Regions from separate parts of the Pan troglodytes genome. Here region 2 is linked to region 1. The links are chromatin contacts, called in public HiChIP or PLAC-seq maps. All regions are on one chromosome and are shown on one strand. The core of a region is the stretch at or near the end of the contact, and the rest is flanking DNA. Distances in the headings are between cores, read along the strand shown. Region 1 holds the start of C2CD4D (C2 calcium dependent domain containing 4D). Region 2 holds the start of SNX27 (sorting nexin 27).

The links. HiChIP or PLAC-seq counts read pairs in DNA pulled down with a chosen protein or histone mark.
Region 2: a contact with region 1 is called in an H3K4me3 HiChIP or PLAC-seq map of stem cell-derived excitatory neurons, with 3 times the contacts expected there. The contact joins the promoter of SNX27 here to the promoter of C2CD4D in region 1. A contact is called at or near these places in 1 of 7 Hi-C or Micro-C datasets (induced pluripotent stem cells) and 1 of 1 datasets of contacts at active chromatin or transcription factors (stem cell-derived excitatory neurons).

Annotation. Positions count from the first base shown.
Region 1 is chr1:97,363,110-97,369,763 of NHGRI_mPanTro3-v2.0_pri, reverse strand. C2CD4D (C2 calcium dependent domain containing 4D) reads right to left here and starts at 3,394. Exons shown (of 1, transcript XM_016927235.4): 1 at 2,223-3,394. The coding sequence starts at 3,394. The coding sequence ends at 2,333. It overlaps LOC134808776 (a long non-coding RNA gene), which reads left to right and starts at 3,431. Exons shown (of 4, transcript XR_010152513.1): 1 at 3,431-3,510; 2 at 6,146-6,436.
Region 2 is chr1:97,593,979-97,599,883 of NHGRI_mPanTro3-v2.0_pri, reverse strand. SNX27 (sorting nexin 27) reads left to right here and starts at 4,111. Exons shown (of 12, transcript XM_003949545.6): 1 at 4,111-4,657. The coding sequence starts at 4,347.

The DNA.
Region 1 (6,654 bases), core at 2,145-4,644:
ACTAAAAATACAAAAAACCAGCGGGTGTGGTGGCACGCGCCTGTAGTGGCAGCTACTCGGGAGGCTGAGGCAGGAGAATCACTTGAACCTGGGAGGTGGAGATTGCAGTGAGACGAGATCGCACCACCGCACTCCAGCCTGGGCAACAGAGTGAGACTCCGTCCCCCCACCCCAAAAAAGAGGAATACTAATACCTACTCTACTGAGTGGTTGTGATGATTAACTGAGATAACACAGATAAAGTTCAGGACCTGGTCCAAAGTACTATGGTTAAAAAAAAAAAGTTTCCTCTCCTCCCTCCCTCTTTCTGTCCCTATAATCTTCCCTTCTCTTTATCTGACCCCTCTTTTCTATTCCCTTTCTTGCTTTATTTTTCTCTGTAACATATCACCAAGTAGCATTCTTTACATTTTAATGGCTTATTTTATCACTTTTCTGATCCTCATGTCTGTTTAATCACTGCTGTATCCAATGCCTGCCACCTGATGGACCTTCCCGAAGTATTTGTTGAAGGAATGCATGAATGAAGGTTCTACGGCCTCTAACTTTTCTTTCCAGATACTTTCAAATGGGCATCAAATCCAGTTTCTCACCAAGGGTTGTTATGGGAGAATTTGGGGGTTGAAATAGAAATCCAGTACTAGGGGTAGACCTAAATCTATAGGTAGACTTCCCAGAATTCAGACATGGGATTTTAAACTGGCAGGGTACGAAACCTTTGCAGAGCTACCATCTTAGGGAAGGAAGCCCCTTTTAGAGTGACTTGATTGGGAGGCAGCAGCTGGCAGTGGGGGGTATTATCTTGAAGTGATTAAGAGTCCAGACTCTGGAGCCAGACTCCCTGAATTCTTCCCTTTACTAGCTATGTGAGTCCTAGTTCTTCCCTTTACTAGCTATGCGAGGCCCAAGATCCCATTGGATAATAATAGTATTTACACTCTAATAGAAAGTGCTGGGAGGAATAAATGGCTTGACTAATTGTTGGAACAGTTCCTCACGTGGTTATAATCCATGTGTAGTAGTTAGCACTTAGGATTGTTTGGTCAATGCCACCACCTGGTGGACACCTGGAGCAAGAGTTCTCTGGCCTAGGGCTGGGTGGTGGGGACCCAATCAGGGAAGGGAGAAGGAACTGGAGAGCTGTCTGAATGAAGCCGTGTGTGTGTGTGTGTGTGTGTGTGTGTGTGTGTGTGTGTGTGTCTGTGTGTGTGTGTGTGTGTTGGAATTTAACGTGTCCAGGTGCTGAGGTTTTTGAGATTTTGTCAGATCCCGCAAGCTTAGCCCTGGTGCAGGCCACAGCTGGCACCATGAAAAATGAGAAAGGGCCCAAGGGAGAGGGAGAAAGAAGTTGGGTTAGCCTAGTGCCTACCTCACTTCCTCCCTCCCTCCTCCAAGCCTGGCCTGAGTCCAGAGGAACCGGCTCCTGGGAAGGTGGAGGGAGAGAGAAGAAGGTCACTGCTGACGTCAGGGACATTCAGGTAGAGGTAAACACAATGTGACCTACAATTATCCACCTCCCCCCACCCCCACCTCCTTCTGGCTGGAGGAGCCTCTTCTGGCATTCCTGAGAACAGTTCTCACACTTTGGTAGTACCCCACCTCCCCCCTTTCAATCCCTGGGACATTATATCTCATTCATTTGGTACCCAAGCACCTCTCTGGTTCTTGGCTCCAGACTTGCCCCACCCCTCAAGGGACGCACAGGTGTGGAAGAGGCAAGAGGGAAGAAGGAAGACTAAAGGGCACTGTGTGTTCATCTGACATCCCCTGACTCACTCTCAAGACCCAGAAATTTCATCTGTCTTCAGGACAGATGTGGGTTTTAGAGGGGCACAGGAAGGGAGTGTTAATTTCCTCTGTGCAGCCTCAAGTGGAAGGTGGCTTGTGTTGGTTTCTGTCAGAGTGACTCAGTGATTGCAGGGCTCCCTGATTGTTCGGGGGCCTTGTTGGACGGGGACCTTAGGACCTACTTGGCCCAGATCTACTGAAGGAGCATCTCATGGGGATGGAGCCCAGGACCCTGCATATTTAAAAAGCTCTTCCAGGATTTCTGATGTCTGGTTATTCTGATGCTCCTTCAAGCTTGAGAACCACTGCTTAAGGTCTGCTCTACTCAGACCGTCTGAATGAGCATCTTCCCCCCGCGTATGGCCGGGATAGAGGGAAGATCGGTAGGCTCTATGCCCGAGCGTGTAAGGTGCCAGTAAGGGGAAATATCTGGCCAAGGACAAGCGGACATTTTATTAGCAAAAATAAATACAAGCCGGGCAGGGTGGAAAGAATGTGGACTGCAGACACAGTGGAGACGTCCTGAGGAAGCCAGGGGCTCAGGCTACAGGCTGAGATGGGTGGGCGCCAGGGATGACCCGGGACCTAGTCCCCCACCCAGCGGGGGCAGCAGCGCAATGAGGGGCGTCTCGCACTCCCCCAGCAGCACATCCCTGCGAAGTCCCGCGCCCCTGTCTAGCACCTTGGCTCTCAGGCTGCGGGCGGCCAGGTCCGGGGGGCCGAGCCCGTCGAAAAAGAAATCCTCGTTGAAGATGGGGTTGGCGCTGCACTTGACCACGCGGCTCTGCTGCTCCCGCGGCCGGACGCGGGGCCGCAGCCTCAGCACCACACAGCAGCCGCCGCCGCCGCTCCCGGGGCGGGACCGCGGCCGGGGCAGGCCCTCGGCGCTCACTAGGCGCAGCCGCAGCCGCCCGGGCCCTGCCTGATATTCGGTGGAGAGCCGCAGCTGCCCGCCGCGGGGCCCCAGGCGCAGCACGCTCTCGCGCGTGGGCCGCAGCTGGCAGCACAGGAAGTCCAGGTGGAAGAGCGGCGGCGTGGGCGGCCCGGCGCGGCGCGGCGAGTGCGGGCTGGTATCGGCCGAGCTCGCTTTTTCTGGGGACAGAGAGTGCGGCCTGGACACCCGGCGCCGGCCCAGGCCTGGCCGCGGGGAGCCGAAGGGCGACGAGTCCGGCGACGAGGCCGTGTCGCTGTCGGGGGCCCGGCAGAGGCGCAGGTCCGGGGCGGAGACGTGCAGCCGGGACTGCGCCGCGGGGAGTCCCCCGGCCGGGGCGGGTGGCGGCCCGTGGAATAGGGATTCCCGCCGGCGCGTGTGCGGGCTCTCGGGCAGGAAGGCCCAGCCTTCGCGGCCCGCCAGGTGAGGCAGCGAGCAGGTCGCGGGGAGGCCGCGCCCCGCCACGTGCCGCCCGGCCGCGGGCACTGCGTCGCCCGGGTCCGGGAGCCGAGGCGGGATGAAGAACTGCGGGATGCGATCCGGGGTGAGGACGTTGGGGCAGGCGCTTGTGGGCGGGCCCGGGGCGCGACGCTTGGAGAACAGGCCGGAAGGCGCCCAACGGGCCGCAGGCTCCGCGGCCCCCACCTTATAGCCAGCTTTTTCCAAGAGCCACATGCGGTGGGTGGGGTAATGGAATTCCGAATTCCGCAGGGCCGAGAGGGTCCAAATCCCGTCTCAGATGGGAGTGCTCGGCGGAGCGGGGCTGGGCGAGGAGCGCAGAGGAGTCAGAGGTGAGTGATGCTGGCGTACACCGGGCGGTCAGCCACCGCGCCCCGGTCTCCGGACCCACTGGGAGCGCGGACCCCTATTTGAGCAGAAAAAGAAAGGGCGGCGCAGTCTGGGGGGCTGGGAAGAAATGGAGGGAGCCAAGGGCCAGTCAGTCACATTTTCATATACGGGCCTCCGTCACCAAGTACACAGATTCTCCCACTGGTACTAAAGATGCCCCATTCACCTTAGAGTTAGAGGGCCCATATAGTATCCACCAGAACCCTAGGGTACTATTAGGACAAATAGGATAATAACCGCATTATAGCAAAAGGACTGAGATCCCAAACCCCCTGGGACACTGCGCCCTGGGCGGGCTCACGCCCTCCTCCCCCGCCCATTTCGAAGACTTGGGTTTTCCTCTGGGATCCAGTCTGGCGCCCCTTGGGACTTCCTCCCTTTGCCAGGCTGCCCCGGCTCAAGCTTCTCTGGCCTGAGCCATCCCTCAGTCCTAGCCCCAACTGCCTCCTCTGGCTCCTCCTTCCCCTCCTCGAGTCGCTCCAAGCCAGAAGAGGACTCACTTCTGCTCCTGGCAGCCAGGGGACACACCTGGCTGCTGACCTCAGGACACCCTGGGCTGGTCCAAGGAGACGCACCTCCCGGGGACACAGAATCCCACCCCCGGTAGCCCTGACCGTCCAGCTCCCGCGCCTCCCAGCCCTACCGCATCCCGCGTCTGCAGGGCGGGGCCGGGCCGTTGGGTCGCCCCTCCCACTCTCCACTCCTTTTCTCCCTCGGAAACCACCGAGCACAAAGGCAGCATTGATTCTCCGCCACCCTCAGAGCGGTCTCCGGAAGGCTCCGCCACCACGCGCTCGCCTCACCCCTGCGCGGAGCCACCAAGAGCACCGTGTTCCGACCCTCTGCCCTGGGATCCGAGCTAGCGATCCTCTCCGTCGCGCGCCCGGAGTGCTGGCCTCACCTGTGGGTCGCCTTTGGGTTCTGGCCTCAGGCCCTGACACTTTCAGAGCCAGAGGGGAGCAGCTTTCTCTGCAGCTTGCTCCCCCAGCGCAGTCCTTATGGGAGGAGCTGGCAGGGGCCTCCGCTGCCTACGTCCTACCTCTTTTCCTGGATAAACACAGCTCTGTCTGCGCGGCCATCAGCCCGGTCTTCTGACTTCCTCCAGCTGAAGCCAGGTTTCTAGCAACAATCCATTCCTGTGCCCAGGCCTCCTCTGCTGAAACTGGGCTGCTTAGGGGTGGGGGAGGGCTACAGAGAAGAGGGAGACGGCCATCAGTGGACAGTGGCCACTTCTTTGGTGCTCGGTTCCAACCCCAGCCCTCACAGGTGAAGTCCGTCTTCTGTAAAACCCTCCTGGTTGAAATCCTGCCTTGGCCCCCAGTGCCCTGTTCTGGAGCCATTCCAATAGCTCCAAGGCAGAGTGACTTGCAGTGATCAGTTGTCTGCATTATTCTGGCTAATAGTTCTCTGAATTATTGTGGCTAAAGGAAAAGTGGCCAGACTCAGGATTTCTGGACTTAGAAATACTGAAGATAAAGCTGGATCCAACAGTCAGGATCAAGCTGGCCTATGTCCTCCATCCCTGACAGATCTTAGGAAGCACAGGCCACCACAGACAAGATGAGACCATCAGTTGCAGTCTAGACACACCTACCATCCTTCAGTCTCTGAAAGGAAGCAAGGCTAGTTCCTCGCCTAGGACCACTCTTCTCCTTCATGCTTCAGCTCTGGAGGCCCTCACTGACACCCTCCCACCTAAATTAGGGGCACCTGCTGTACACTTTCATAGTACCTCATACTTTTCCTTTATGGCATTGATTACAGTTTTTCCCCCTCTATTTATGTGGTTATTTGTTTAATGTCCATCTCTCTTACTAGACTAAGAATCTTAAAAACAGTGCTTGGTGCAAAGCAGATACTCAATCAGGATGTATTTGATGAGTGAAGTAGTAAGCAAAATTATACTTGAATCAATTTGTTCATCCATTCATTGAAGTGCCTAAAATGCACCAGGCACTGTGCTAGGGGGATACATAGAATAGAGAGCTGTCTAAGGGGAGAGACAGACAATAAACATGCAAACAACAATAAGACAAATCCTGAAATGCAGGAAAAAAGATGAAATAAACCAGTGAATGCAATGATTATTGTGTCATCTAATACTTGAAGATTTTAACAAAGCAAGTGTTTGTTTTGTGGCGATCCCTGGTGGCCTCCAGACCTTCCATTCATGTGGCTTCTGACTCAGCTCAGCCCTGGTGTTGTTTCTGGGGAGGGTCCATGTTCTTGGAGTGCTGCAGTATTCATTGCTTTGTCATCAGTCAGATGGGCTGGGAATCTGGATTCTGCGACTGACTAGCTGTGTGACCTCTAGCATGTAACTTAATCTCTTTGGGGCTTACCTTTTCCATCTGGAAAACAGAAAGAATAAAACTCTCAGAGTTGGTATGAGGATTAAAGATAACACGTGGGCATCATTTAGGCTGACATCCGCTAAAAGTGTGAGAAAACAGAAAACCCAACTCAGTCTGACTTAACAATATGGACACTTGACTTCCATAATAAGAAGTCCAGAAGTAGGTAGGACCCAGGGAACACAACTGTTTTATTTTTCTTCCTTTTCTTTTTTCTCTTTAGGCTAGTCAAGTGAAGCAGTGGGAGTGGAGATGGAACAAAGAAATCTGCAATTGGTTGTGATCAATTAGTTGTAAACACTACTGCACTTGGACCAACCTCTTCCTTTTCCTGACTGCTTAGGAAGGATGGAATGTATTTCCTTCCTTCTGGGAGTGTTTGAATGAAGATTAGACTCTCCTTGACCATGAATGAAGAGCAACCAGTTTTTTAGTATACAGTGATTTAGACTCTGGGTCTGGAGTGTAGATATCATGGGCACTGTGAAAGCACAGAAGGAGAAAAGGTTTTTATGTGAGTATATGGGAGAGGAAATAGTTTATTGTCATAAGCTTTTTGGCTATGGCCTCCATTACATCTCTAGCTTTTGCAAGGCACTAAATTGAGGCCATTCAAATCCATGTCCACCTATTCTTTGCCCATCGTGAGACTGATGGCTTAGGAAGCATGTGGTCTAGGTACTAGAGAGGGAGCCTGACCCACCTACCTCACCGCTGCTGCTGAATTTGTGC
Region 2 (5,905 bases), core at 2,862-5,361, 230 kb before region 1:
CAGATTTGTGAATGCCTGTGCTCTGCTTAAAAGCAATCAGAGGCCCCTCACTAATAAGGAATGAAATTCAAACTCCTGGGCATGATATTTGATTTTTTTTTTTTTTTGAGACAGAGTCTTGCTCTGTTGCCCAGGCTGGAGTGCAGTGGTGCGATGTCGGCTCACTGCAAGCTCTGCCTCCTAGGTTCACGCCATTCTCCTGCCTCAGCCTCCCGAGTAGCTGGGACTACGGGTGCCTGCCACCATGCCCGGCTAATTTTTTTTATTTTTTATTTTTTGTATTTTTAGTAGAGACGGGGTTTCACCATGTTAGCCAGGATGGTCTCGATCTCCTGACCTCGTGATCCGCCCACCTCGGCCTCCCAAAGTGCCGGAATTACAGGCGTGAGCCACAGCGCCCGGCCGATATTCGATATTTTAAGCCCTCCTGGATCTGACTCTTGCCCACCTCCCCTGTCCACTTCCTGTCTCCTCTGCTCCAGTCCTACTGAACTGTGTGGTCTCACACTGTACGTGTTGTTTCAAATCTCTGTGTGTTTGAATATGCTGTTTCCTTTGTCAGAAATGCCCTTCCACCACTATCCTTCTCTGCCGCAATTGCTAACTCTTCTCATCTGTAATCACTTAGCTCAGCTCTCCCATTTCGTGAGTCATCTTCCCTAACTCCTCCCTCTGGATACGTGGAAGTCCCTCCGATGTGCACTCCTAGCAGCTTGTGCAGGACTCTCCTCACAGCTCTCATCACGCTCTATTGCAATGGTTTTTTCTTTTGTTTTCTCTCCTGCTAGATTGTGAATTCTCACCAGCAGTAATGGTGTCTTATTTTCTTTTGTTATTTTAATGCTCTGATCATCTTTTCTTCCAACCTGATCCTTTCTAAATATTTTTAAATTTATTTTTTGAATAGGCAACACTCATGTGACTGAAAATTCAGAAGTTACATAAAGGTATAAAGTGAAAAGTCTCTCTCCTACCTCTGTCCCTGCCTCTGACACCCTAGCTATCCAGTCTCCCTCCCCAGCAGCAATCAGTGTTATCAATTTCTTGTGAATACTTCTAGAGATATAAAAATATATATGGTTCCCTTTTATTTTATTATTATCTTTTTAGATGGAGTCTTGCTCTGTCGCCAGGCTGGAGTGCAGTGGCGTGATCTTGGCTCACTGCAACCTCCACCTCCCAGGTTCAAGCGATTCTCCTGCCTCAGCCTTCTGATGAATACAGGCACCTGCCATCATGCCCGGCTAATTTTTGTGTTTGTTTTGTTTTGTTTGTTTTTGAGACAGAGTCTCGCTCTGTTGCCCAGGCTGGAGTGCAGTGGCACAATCTCAGCTCACTGCAACCTCCACCTCCCCGGTTCAAGTGATTCTTCTGCCTCAGCCTCCCGAGTAGCTGGGACTACAGGTGTGCACCACCACACCCGGCTAATTTTTGTATTTTTAGTGGAGACGGGGTTTCGCCATGTTAGCCAGGCTGGTCTCAAACTCCTGACCTCAGGTGATCCACCCACCTCGGCCTCCCAAAGTGTTGGGATTACAGGCGTGAGCCACCGTGCCTGGCCCATGGTTCCCGTTTTATATACAAATAGTATCATGTTGTATAGATTGTGCTGCACTTTGTTTTCACCAAATCATATATAGTATTGATGATATGATCATTCCATGTAAGTGCATACAGAGCTTCCTTATTCTGGGTTTACATTGATTCAATTTTCCATTGGGGATACATTATGATTTAACGAATAAACATTAGGTTGTTTTCAGTCTTTTGTGAATACAAACAATGCTGCAATGACTTAACTTCATAAAAACATCACTTCACACATGTGCAAGTGTAACAGTAGAATGAACTCCTGGAAGTGGAATCGCCTTCAGTTTGAGGAATATGTGTATTTGTAAGTTTGACCATGTCCTGTTGCCTTTCAGGGACATTCAGTATATTTTTATCTAATTCAGAGTAGGCATTCAGTATATTTTTATCTAATAAACCAATGAAAAAATAACTCTTTTAGGGGAGGCTCCCTTCTTTTTCCTTTCTCTGATGCCTTGCTTTCCCCATCCAGTGCTCAGTTCAAACCAAATTATTCATATTCAATCCAAATGCCACTATTATTTTGGAGCAAAACTCTTATACCAACTTTATTGTGTAACTAGTCAAGATCCTTCTTCATTAGCTTGTGTAAAATAAGGTCACATTAATTTTTATGTTCTAATTATAATGACTTTGAGTCCTCATCCCATATTTTGTGAGATCTCATCTTTGTTTTTTTGAGACAGGATCTCACTCTGATGGTCAGGCTGGAGTACAGTGGTGTGATCTCAGCTCTCTGCAGCCTTGACCTCCTAGGCTGAAGCGATCCTCCCACCTAAACCTCCTAAGTAGCTGGGACTACAGGTATGTGCCATCATGCCCAGCTGCTTTTTTTTTTTTTTTTTTTTAGATACAGTCTCGCTCAGCCACCAGCTAATTTTTTATTTTTTGTTGAGATGGGGTCTCACTATGTTGCCCAGTTTGGTCTTGAACTCCTGGGCTCAAGGAATCCTCCCACCTCGGTCTCCCAAAGTGCTGGTATTACAGGCATGAGCCACCACACCCAGCCTTTAAAAATTTGGGGGGACTCTTTTGTAATAACAGTTAGCTTAAAAGACAAACACATTGTACAGATGTACAAAATATTTTCTTTCTTTATATCTTTATTCCATAAGCTTTTTTTCTATTTAAGGCAATTTTTAATTTTATGTTTTAAACTTTTTTTTTTGGTTAAAAACTAAGACTTAAACACAAACATAGCCTATGCCTACACCAGATCTGGATCATCAATTTCACTGTCTTCCACCTCCATCTCTTGTCTCACTGGAAAGTCTTCATGGGTAATAACATGCACAGAGCTGTCATCTGATGGTAACAATAACTGGGGCCAGGCACAGTGGCTCACACCTGTAATTCCAGCACTTTGGGAGGCTGAGGTGGGTGGATCACCTGAGGTCAGGTGTTCGAGACCAGCTTGGCCAACATGGTGAAACCCTGTCTCTACTAAAAATACAAAAAAATTAGCCAGGCATGGTGGTGCATGCGTTTAATCGCAAGGGATTTGGGAGGCTGAGGCAGGAGAATCACTTGAACCTGGGAGGCAGAGGTTGCAGTGAGCCGATATCGTGCCATTGCATTCCAGCCTGGGCGATAAGAGCGAAACTCCATCTTAAAAACAAAAAAACAAAACAAAACAAAAAAACACAATACTTGGAATACGTGGAAAAAAATCACAATACTTAGAATACCTAGAATACCTTCTGAAGGACCTGCCTGAGGCTGCTTTACAGTTAACTTAAAAAAAAAAGTAGGAGTACACTCTAAAATAGTGATAAAAACTACAGTGAATTCATAAACTAGTAACATAGTTCTTACCATTATCAAGTATTATGTACTGTACATAATCATATGTGCTATACTTTCACATGACTGGCAGTGCAGGTTTGTTAACACCAGCATCACTCCAAACATGTGAGTAATGCTTGTGCTATGACCTTATGGTGGCTACTGTGTCACTAGGTGATAGACATTTTTCAGCTCCATTATCATCTTAGGGGGCCTCCCTCGTGTTTGCAGTCCATTGTAGACCAAAATGTCCTTATGTGGCACATGACTGTAGTTGCAATACAGGACAAGAAAGTTGCACAATAACTGGGCCTTAGTTCCTGATACTTAGTAGCTGGATGACTTTGAGCACTCTAAGGTTGTTTCCTAATAACGTAAAATAGGGAAGCTAATCGTGATCCGGTTGCCTCACAGGTTGTTGGGCCCTGGTCAACATATAAGTTACTGTGCCAAAAAATGAGTTGATATAATTTAAGACTGTGTTGAATCACAAACGTTAAGTTATTCTAACATTATTGTTTTTTAGAGGTTATGAAATGAAAGGGGGGGGCGAAAAACTTGGTCCGCATCAAGAACTGAATCATTTTACCACGCTGGGTGCTGGGTTATACTCTCCCCACCCAGCAGATCAAACTCCTAACCCAGCATGAAAGATAAACTACAACTCCCGGCAGGCCTTGCTTCCGAACTGCGTCTTATAACCTCGGCTCAGGCCCGGGCCCAGACCGCTCCCCGCCCCCGCCACCCATAAACTACAACTCCCAGGAGGCCCCACAGTGCCCGACTGTCCGCTTTTCGCCCGCCCCCTGCCTCCTCTTCACCCCGTGCCAGCAGCTCGGTGGCCGAGTCGGTCCCGCGGCCGGCGGATCGGGCGCGCGCGTCGGGGGTCGTGCGGCTGCCGGGCAGGGCGAGCACGCGCCGGGAGGCCTTGGAGGCGTAGGGGGCGGGGGTACGGCTCGCCTGCTCGCAAGATGGCGGACGAGGACGGGGAAGGGATTCACCCCTCAGCCCCTCACAGGAACGGAGGTGGCGGCGGCGGCGGGGGGTCTGGGCTCCACTGCGCCGGGAACGGCGGCGGGGGAGGCGGCGGCCCGCGGGTCGTGCGCATCGTCAAGTCCGAGTCCGGCTACGGCTTCAACGTGCGGGGCCAAGTGAGCGAGGGCGGGCAACTGCGGAGCATCAACGGGGAGCTGTACGCGCCGCTGCAGCATGTGAGCGCCGTGCTGCCCGGGGGGGCGGCCGATCGGGCCGGGGTGCGCAAGGGGGACCGCATCCTGGAGGTGTGAGTATCGGGGCTACCCGCCGCCCCATCCTCCCCGCGCCCCTCCTGCCCCTGCACTCCTCGCTACCCTTGTCACCCCCAGGCCGCACCTCCCCCGAGCTCCGAGCCGGCCTCCGGACCCCCGCCCCTCAGGCCTCCGCAGCCGGGCCCCTCCTTGTGGGCTGCCCTCCCACCACCCGCCCCGGGGCTTCTGCGACGCCGGTCTCCCACCCCGTCGTCTCCAGCTGATGCCCTTGCGCCCCCATTGCTCCTCCCTGTGCCCCGATTACTCTGGGCTCTTCTCCGCCCCTTTGCCTTCCCGTTTGGCGTGCTGCATTCTGCTCCTCACTCCCCCTCGTCTTGCTCAGAAGGAACCTCATCTGCTCCTTACTGACGGCGTTTCGTTTTCTGATCCAGCCAGTACCGTGTCCTCCCCAAGTTCTCATCTTCAGCATCGCAGTTTCGTTCTCTACCACTCCCCCCCGCCCCCGTGGACTGCCCCTTCTGCCCTCCAGACCAAGTAGGCAGGACCTCTGGTCTGCTCCTACTTTTCCTCCGGAAACACCATCCCTCCCCGCTCGTCTCCTTTTTCTTTCCTTAGTTACCCTCTCCTCATGGTTACGCTGCCCCTAAATTTTTCCATCCCACCGTGTGCCCCTTTCCTCCCCTCCTTTTTGTATTTCTACTCCAAGAGTTTACCTTGCTTTCTGACCCTTGCATGCCTTTGGGGTGGGGGGCGTGGGATTTGACACTGTAGTTTCTCTTCTCGGTTGGCCCCGTATCACACCCTAATTTGGAATCTAGCGTCTCCATCAGCACACCCCTCTGAGAGCATCCCTTCCCTGGCCTCCTGCCTTCACTCCTGCTCTATACTCATGCCTCCTCCTAGTCAGGTTTATGGTAGACCCCTTGTAACTCCTCCTCCTTCAAAACTACTTCAAGCCCTTTTTGGGTCTTTGACCGCTTTGCTTTTTTAGGGCATGCCCGTCTCTGCTGCCTCTTCTACTCTATCCTCCTGTGATCCCACACTTGACTTTGTCCTAGTCTTTCCCTCCCCTAGGCTGCTTTTCCTTTCTTCTGTTTTTTAAGGCGCCTTCTGCTGCTGCAGCCCACCCTCTCTCCCCTGCTGCAGTCCCTCCCCCTTCATACGCCTCCCCCACCACATCCCTCCATGCTCTTGCCGGATGCTGCCTTGTCTTGCAATCTCTGTGCACACCTCCTCCATTACCCTAATCTAGGTGTTACATTTGCCTTTTTGTACTTCGTATT